Regions from separate parts of the Xenopus laevis genome. Here region 2 is linked to region 1. Evidence: chromatin contacts called from public Hi-C data. All regions are on one chromosome and are shown on one strand. The core of a region is the stretch at or near the end of the contact, and the rest is flanking DNA. Distances in the headings are between cores, read along the strand shown.

Region 1 (4,165 bases), core at 890-3,389:
AGAGTCAGTGTTTGTGTACATACAGTGCTGAGTATATGTATGGCCATAGGCAGATTTTATTGAAGCCAAGAGCATAGGCACTACAATTAATCTGCTGTGTGTTCTTGGGGTATTATTATTATTCATTAAATTGGCACTGTAATTTTATTGAGATGTGTGGGTATAATACAGGACATAGGCACTGCATTTACCTGGTCATACATTCTCAAAGCAATTTCTTTATAGGGTCATGCATTCTAGAGTATTATATATAAAACAACCTACTTTGTGTTCTGGGGGCTTTACACGTCAAGTCAGCATTGTATTCTGCCCATTGTATGGAGGGCAATATAAATCGTGATGACGATGCAAGCTGCAGATTCCATTGCTAATGAATAAATAAAAAAAAAGAGCGAAAATAATTAGGGTTTGCTTAAATAGATTGTATTCTACAGGACAGAGTTGGGCAGCGAGGAGTTAAAGCAGTCCCTGGGGCTGTATAAGCAGAGGATCTGAGAATGGGGCTCCTGTCAGCAAATTTACACTGAGTGTCAGTAACAAATGCGAGTGTGCCAACAGTTTTTTTTTTTTTTTTTTTTGTTTCTAACACACTAAATCAGTAACCCGTAGCCCCCTGTCATGGGCACGCCATTAATCTCTGCTGAGGGGCTTTGAAATAATACACCCAGGAGGGTTTGATTGATCTGGTTTAATTGCAAACCTTTAACCCTTAGTTTCTCGTAAATTGGAACACCCAGTATATATAGAAGGGGTCAGATATTGCTGAACTGCAATTCCCAACATCCTCGCTGGTTAATATTTCTTGAAATATACAGCACAGCCAGGGATGATTGAGATTCTATAATAAAGGGAGGTCCAACCTGAAGAACTCAACTCCCAGCATGGTTGATGGTGCAACGAAATCTGGAGGGAAGAAGGTTGAATGCCCCTGATGTAAATACCAACTAAGGGTGTCTGTTACACTCTATAACAGGGGTCCCCAATCTTTTTTTTACCCATGAGCCATATTCAAATGTAAAAAGAGTTGGGGAGCAACACAAGCATTAAAAAAAGTCCCTGGAGGTGCCAAATAAGGGCTGTGATTGGCCATTCGGTAAACCCTATGTGGACTGGCAGCCTATAGCAGACCCCCTCTCCCGGCCCTATAAAAAAAAAAAAAAAGCAATTTGTGTGCTGCGCAGTTCACACATGTAGGGGGTCCCTGGACAGGAGTCACAATGGGCCCCGGGTCCCCCCAGATTCCCTGGGATGTGGACAAACTAGGGCAGAGCCCCTCTATATTGGGAGTATAGCAGCATTTATAGAATGAGATGAGAGGCATATCTCCATTTTATAGTACTAATAATTTAAATTAATTTATAATGTCATTTAAAGGCTTATTTATAGCAGTATTTAATTACCTGCATCGGTAGATATATATATATTGGTAAAAATAAATCAGCGCTGCAAAATGTATATCAATATATAATGATAATAAAAAATCAAAAGTATATGATCTATTTCTGCAGAATGCCTCCCCCCCTTGTGTGATGGTTTGAGCCCCATGCCATGCAGATTTGGCGCCTTAACTAGAATTTACCCCCCTGCTTCCCCCCTGACTTTAGGAATGTGCTAAATGGGAGGAGGGTGTTTAAAGCCCCTGTTTGTTTAGACGTTTGTACAATTAGTAAACTCCCAGCCCTATAAAGGTCAATCACAGACCAGGGGAAAGAGCGTCAGGGAGCCGCTTACTTGCACTCTCTCAATGGGCAACGAGCCCAGCACGGCGCAAAGAAAACAAAATCGAGTCAGGCATTGTATGACGAGCGCTGCTGCTTGGAACAATTAGAAAAGGCGGGTACTGAATTTAAAAAAAAAAACCCCACAATAGATTTGTATTGTTAGTCATAGCGCTCCCCCCTTCCCTTGCGCCTTTCCATTTAAATACTTTTGTCCGTGCCGCGTTCTGATTGGCTGCAGAGGGCCCTGCCTCCTCCAAGGCGCGGGAATAGAATATAAGGGAGGCGTTTTCTATTGGCCTGCCTCATCATACGAGGCTGCGCGCTGATTGGTTCATCTGAAGCACACAGTGGTGGGGGGGAGGGAAAGATGCATTTTCTAATGGTCCTGCCCACACGTGGAGCTCGTTGTTGTACCGGCCGGCGAGTCACGTTGTGATTGTGGGAGATCGCTCGCACGCGGGGGTTTCTTAGCGGATTTATTTTCTTATTCGCCATGCTGCTTGCTGCCCAGGGCCGATTCACGGAGCCACACATGGCGCTTCAGTGTTATTACCGGCAGGGTCATTCTCCTACCGGCGCTGCGACCCCATCGTCCGTCTTTTCCGCGGCTGCAGATCAGGGGTCTGTGTGTGAAGGTAATTAGCGGACTTTTACACGTGCAGCTATAGGAGGAGGGCTGGACTTGTATTCAATATCTATTCTTATTAAATGACTATTCAGGGAATAAAACTGCATGAGAAAAACCTGCTCGCTTCCAATAGAAACCTGTTTAACCAATTAGGGTGTTGAATCAGCATCTGTCTGGCTGTTTATATTGTCAGCACTGCTGCTTCCGACTCCTGACACAATGTAGCAGAAGCTGAATCACAGACCTTCTACTTTCTTGTTTTTAAAACATGGAGATCCCATATAATCACTAGTATGTAGGTGTTTATATTATATGGTGGGTGCATTTTCCACCTGCTGCTTATTACTAAGGCATTGTGTTGTAGTCCAACTGCAAGGACCACACATTTGTTTTCTGTGGATTCCCTGTGCAGTGAGATCCTTTATATGGAGGTGATCCTAAGGAGAACTGACGCTTGTTGTAGCTGCTGCAGGGAGGATGCAGCCATTGATTTACACAGGCAGGGTGCAGCGCTTTGCAGATGAGCAGCAGGCTGCAGCATTGATTGTCGGAGCTGATGGGGTGGTCTCCTCCTGAGGGAGGGGTTTCCCTGGGATGCCCGCATAGCTGTGTTAGGGAGGGCTTCCCGCCTGCTTGGAAATAAGGACTTTCCTTATTTTGCTGGAAATCTCTTGCCACCGGGCTTGTATTTTACCTAATGAATAAAAAGGCAACAGGTACAGGATGGCTACTATGGCTTTTTTTTTTTTTTCCCCAGAACAGGTGACAATCCTACCCCTCCCTCCCATGCTGCATTTCAATCCCATTTCTTGCAGGGGATGAGAGTCGCAGGGGTTTTTTTTTTTTATTATTTATTCATCTTTTTTTCCCCTGCATCATGAGTCACAAATTTTCAGCTCAATTGGTAAAAGCGAGCAGGATGAGTAATACTCTTCTGAGATCACCCGGCTCGCTCTCAGAAATAACAGGATGGGGTGGTCTGCTCGGACCTCACACATTGAGTCATTGCACTGGCGCTGTAAACATGGATTTGTTTCATTTGCCACTTCGTAGTAGTCATAATCTTGCCGGTATTGTTGTCTAATCTGTACAGTGACACGTTTGCCCATGTCATGAGCAACTGACTCATCTTTTATTTTTTTTTTTTTTTATTTCAGTGAAAGAACCTTTCGAGAACTGCTACCAAGTGGGTCCTGTCATCGGTACCGGGGGATTCGGTACGGTCTACTCTGGTGTCCGGATCTCCGATAAACTACCTGTAAGTACAAAATGTCAGCTGTTTTACTTGAAGCTGGGGGGGGTCCAAATTTAGGGCCATTCAGCTACAAAGCTCAGCAGTAATGTAAAGTTCTAGTTCAGCTTGATACTATGAATATTTAGTGTAATGGTAAAGAAGATGGCTTGGTTAACATAATGCATAAATACAATCTGTAGCTCCTTTAAATAATGGTGCAGTCGACCTTAGCAATAAGACAGCATGGTGTACTTGTTATTTAGTAATGTATAGATGACGGGGAAAGTAAACGACTTTTTATTTTATTTCAGGTTGCGATCAAGCATGTGTCTAGGGATCGGATCGGAGAGATGAAGCACATGGTAAGTACAATCGCTGCTTTCTCTTCTGCTGGGATTAATGTAGCAACTTAGAGGCCAGATAAAGTATAGAGGGGGTGATGCGGGTTTCAAACTTAGGAATTCTTACTTACTTAAGAAATGTATAACAGGCAAGGGCAGCTTGAGGCCCTGGGGTGTTGGCCGACAGCATTGGTAATGGTCATGAATAGGAAATGATGGCTTTGGGTCTAGTAGCTCTAAC
Region 2 (4,165 bases), core at 683-3,182, 130 kb before region 1:
CAGCTTCTGTACTGAAGAAGCTGCTGGGATGAGTAGTGAAACGTCTTCATTGATTACTCAGCAAGTCCAGTTGTTTTAGATTGACCTATACTAGATATACTATGACCTGGATGAATGAAAATCTTCATAGTCATATAAAGCAGCTAAATGTTGCAAAAGTCCTAACTTACTTTTTTTTGGATAACTGGTTTTCTCCAGACATTTCATAACATGTGGAACATTCATTTTACAGTGGGCTCATGTGTAGGGCATTATATTAACTCTCTTGTCTTTATTAAGGTTCCCTGGAGATTTGTAATAAAAAGTGGTAACTTCAAGCATTTGCACCAATATTTATAATAAAGACGTCCATACAACTTTAAATTACCCGTCCTATGCAAATTGACCAAAGTGTAAGATCACTAGCGAAATGACTATGAAGATTTTCATTCATCCAGGTCATGGTATATCTAGTATAGGTCAATCTAAAAACAACTGGACTTGCTGAGTAATTATTGAAGACTTTTCACTACTCATCCGAGCAGCTTCTTCAGTTCAACTGACTGGTGTGGGAAATTCTCGGCATATAAACTCTTCCACTAATCCAATCACAATGGCACATTGTAACTCTTCAAAGAGGTGACATCTGAAGAAATTCACAGAGGTGTTGATTCTGTGTAGTTGTGATAGGATTATCCAATGTGTCATGCAACTCCTAGAAAGAGGTGTTACTTGTGAGAGTTGCATGAATGGATGTGTGAAGTGTTCTGAAACCGCTGGGTTACAGATGTTAGAACAGCATTGTATGTAGCAGACAGGTGGTGTTGAAGGCCCACCTGAGTTTCTCAGACACTCCAGCTACATATGGGATGACTATGTTTCGCCTGCTATGTGTCTCCGGGCGGTTATTTCTATTGGTGTTCCTGTTGGGCTTGGTTGCTGCTGTTTTGACAAAGGCCCAGTCTGGGTAGCCACACGCTTTCAAAGCTCCTTGCTCTTTGTCTTTGGACTCTGTATCAGTTGCCACACATTCCGCCATGTGGAGTTCTAATGACAACCAGTTTGTGTTCCAGTGGATGGTGGGAATCAAACAACAGATATTGATCCGTATGAGTGGGTTTCATGTGTACTTCCATCTTCAAGTTACCCCCCTCTTGGATACATATCAAACAGTCCAAAAAGGCAAGTTTGTTCTTGTGGACATTTTCCCTTGTGAACTTGATGTTATTGTCCACTGAGTTAATGTGTTCTGTAAAGGCCACCACTTCATTGGATCTTATCTTAAGTGTCATCCACATACCTGAACCAGTGACTCTGTGTAGTTCCCTGGAAAGTAAGTAAGGCCCTCCTTTCCACTTCCTCCATGTACAGGTTTGCTACAATGGGAGAGACTGGAGAACCCATTGCACAGCCATGTTTCTGTCTATAAAAAAGGTTCTTGTACTTGAAGTATGTGGTGTTAAGGCACAAATCTAGCAACAAACATACTTGGTTCGTTCTGCTGCTGATGGTGTTATCTTGTTGCAGTCGATTTCTTACAGTCTAGCGAATTTTCACTAGGCACAAACAAACGCTAGTGCATCTTCGCTATGAAATGCTCGCACTGTCGAAGTAACGCTAACGAAAAGTCACGAGCGTTCACATATTAGTGAATTAGCGTAGTGGTAGCGCCTGGAGAAGTGGTGCGATGTGTGCGAATTGGTCAATGGCGACGATTCGTCCTTTAGTGAATCTGCCCCTTAGTAGTTTGACCCCCTCAGGATGGGAGCCATGGTAGTAGCAGTCTCACCTGAACTGAAATACCTACAGGCAAACATACAAACTCAATAGATAGTACTGCAGAGACTTGTATATTGGTCGTGCCCATTACACCACCTGGCCTCACCCTCATTACAACACCTGGTTTCACCCATATTACACCCCCTGACCACACCTCCAGTGGCACCCTGCTCTGAATGCAACTGTCAGTTTTTGGTCAGTTTTCTACAATGGTGCATATTGGGGTGCATATTACTGATGGGGCGTAACTGTAGGTGACTGGGCAAAGGGGCAAGAGAAAGCATTGTGCTGCAGGACCCTGACAGAAATATCATTAATCATGGTTCTATAGAAGTGTCCCAATAAGGAGATTGGATTTCCTCTTGTTTCGTTTTCCAAGAAATGGGAGAACTGGTTCCACAACGATGTCTGGCAGATGTTCAGCAGTAAAACAGGAACTGCCGGTGTTTCTACTCGACACAAAAAAAAAACAAGTCTAACGAATATCAGGCGAAACTAGTAGTAAAATGAAAAAGGCGCGTCCGGCCCCTCCTTGCAGCCGCAATTCATGGTTGTAAACTTAATACTACACAGAGGAGAGACTGTTTGCTTTGCCTGAGAATAGTACCCAGACAATAACATGCAGGATGGTATCACATATGTGGCTCTGCATATATGTAGCTATTTGGAGAGAGAAACTGGGAGTGTCAGGCCTAAAGCGCGGGTAACTTGGCATCTTCCAGATATTGCAGAACACAAGCCACTTTCAGCTGCTGGTAGGTTGGTGAGAGCTGTAGTCCAACAACAGAATTAGACAAATGCACCAGCCCTGGAACACACACTCTGCTCTAGGGATGGCTAGAGGCTGGACACAAATATGTTCTGGTTTATTTTGAAAAACATCCAAAACAAAGGCCTCATTTACAAAATGCAGGGTGCATAATGCAAAATAGGGGTGCTAACTGCCATATTTATTGCACCCTGCCCCAAACTTTGTATCAAGGCCACAGGTCTTTGGCCAACAGTGCTGTATTCTGGACCACAAATGTCAGCAGCGTTGTATTCATACAGGTGCAGTGCTGAAAAGGGGGAGCTGGGGGAGGCACCAAGGCAACCACCATTGCATCTCCTAGCCACCCCCTAATATGAGTATTATTCAGATACACGGAGCACCAGTGGGAACAAGGTGCTAAATGGAGATAAGTAAAGGACTACCTGGCACCCAATGGCACTTCTTCACTTCTTAACTTCTTCATATTTTTAATTTGTGTAAGGTGCAGAGTGCAGCAAGGTCCTGGCGCAAGTCCTTAGTGGGTGAATGAGCACTGATGGGTGCAGTTTTGCACCCTCAATGTTGTAGGTCAGTGGCATAACTAGATATTACTGGGCCCCACAGCAGAGTATTTTTGAGTCCCCTAGTTTGACCAGTTTTACCAATATCTATTTAAATTAGGGATGCACTGAATCCAGGATTCGGTTCAGGATTCAGCCTTTTTCATCAGGATTCGGATTCGGGCAAATCCTTCTGCCCAGCCGAACCAAATACGAATCCAAATTTGCATATGCAAATTAGGATTCGGTTCGGTATTCAGCCGAACCGAAAGATTTGGATGTTCGGCTGAATCCAAAATAGTGGATCCCTGATTTAAATTTTATATGGATTAGGTCTTCATGGGGCCCCCTACACCTCCTTGGCCCCCCTGCAGCCGCAGGGTCTGCTTCCTCTATAGTTACGTCCCTGTAAATCTAGGTGTAAAAGTATTGGCTCACTAAATACCTCCAGCACACCACGCTACTGTGATGCCATGCATCAGATTAGTGATCAACTGCACATATGCACTCTCCTACATTATGTTATGCCCCCAGAATTCTGGGCAAATCACCTGCAAAACAATAGGGGTCATTTATAAATTCCCCAGCCAATACTCTGTGCACCCTGAGCCGCAGGCCTCTGCTGCTCACTAACTAGTGTGTCATTTAGGGATACCTACAGTATGAACCCCTTCCTGTCTTATATGAATATAGTGCAGAGACAGAGCAACGTACAAATTACTTTTTTTTTGCCCGTTTTTTGTACATTGCCTCCAAAGCAGTAAATGACCCCTGCTATAATGTCAGTAATGCCAGGAATAAAATGGAAGCATTATTCTGAAATGAAGCTTGGAGATGTGGATCGATACAGAATCTGCACAGCAGCAATTGGAGTTACTTAACAGCAGATTCTTGCCTCCGTGCCAGTTCCAAAGAAAAGTATAATCTATCAAGTAGTAACAACACTTACAGGTCTTCTCAGTGACTCACTTGAACTCTCCTTAATAAATTTCAAGTGATTCACTGAGAAGGCCTGCGATTGCTGTTCCTACTTGACTGATGTTTATTAGGACAAAATGTTTTTAAACTCCATTGGGTGGTGGCCTTGAAAGATTAT

What was found. A called contact is a pair of places that touch in the nucleus more often than the background predicts.
Region 2: a contact with region 1 is called in a Hi-C map of the XTC cell line, with 2.3 times the contacts expected there. The contact joins the enhancer-like site here to the promoter of pim1.L in region 1. A contact is called at or near these places in 2 of 4 Hi-C or Micro-C datasets (the XL177 cell line and the XTC cell line).

The regions. Positions count from the first base shown.
Region 1 is chr4L:137,470,055-137,474,219 of Xenopus_laevis_v10.1, reverse strand. It overlaps pim1.L (Pim-1 proto-oncogene, serine/threonine kinase L homeolog), which reads left to right and starts at 2,139. Exons shown (of 6, transcript NM_001095150.1): 1 at 2,139-2,356; 2 at 3,507-3,607; 3 at 3,895-3,945. The coding sequence starts at 2,215.
Region 2 is chr4L:137,604,603-137,608,767 of Xenopus_laevis_v10.1, reverse strand. No RefSeq gene overlaps it. Among protein-coding and RNA genes, the nearest start is that of pim1.L, 130 kb to the right of the region's middle. Within about 2 kb of position 1,932, at least 2 of the 7 cell types and tissues checked have an H3K27ac peak or open chromatin away from gene starts, as enhancers often do.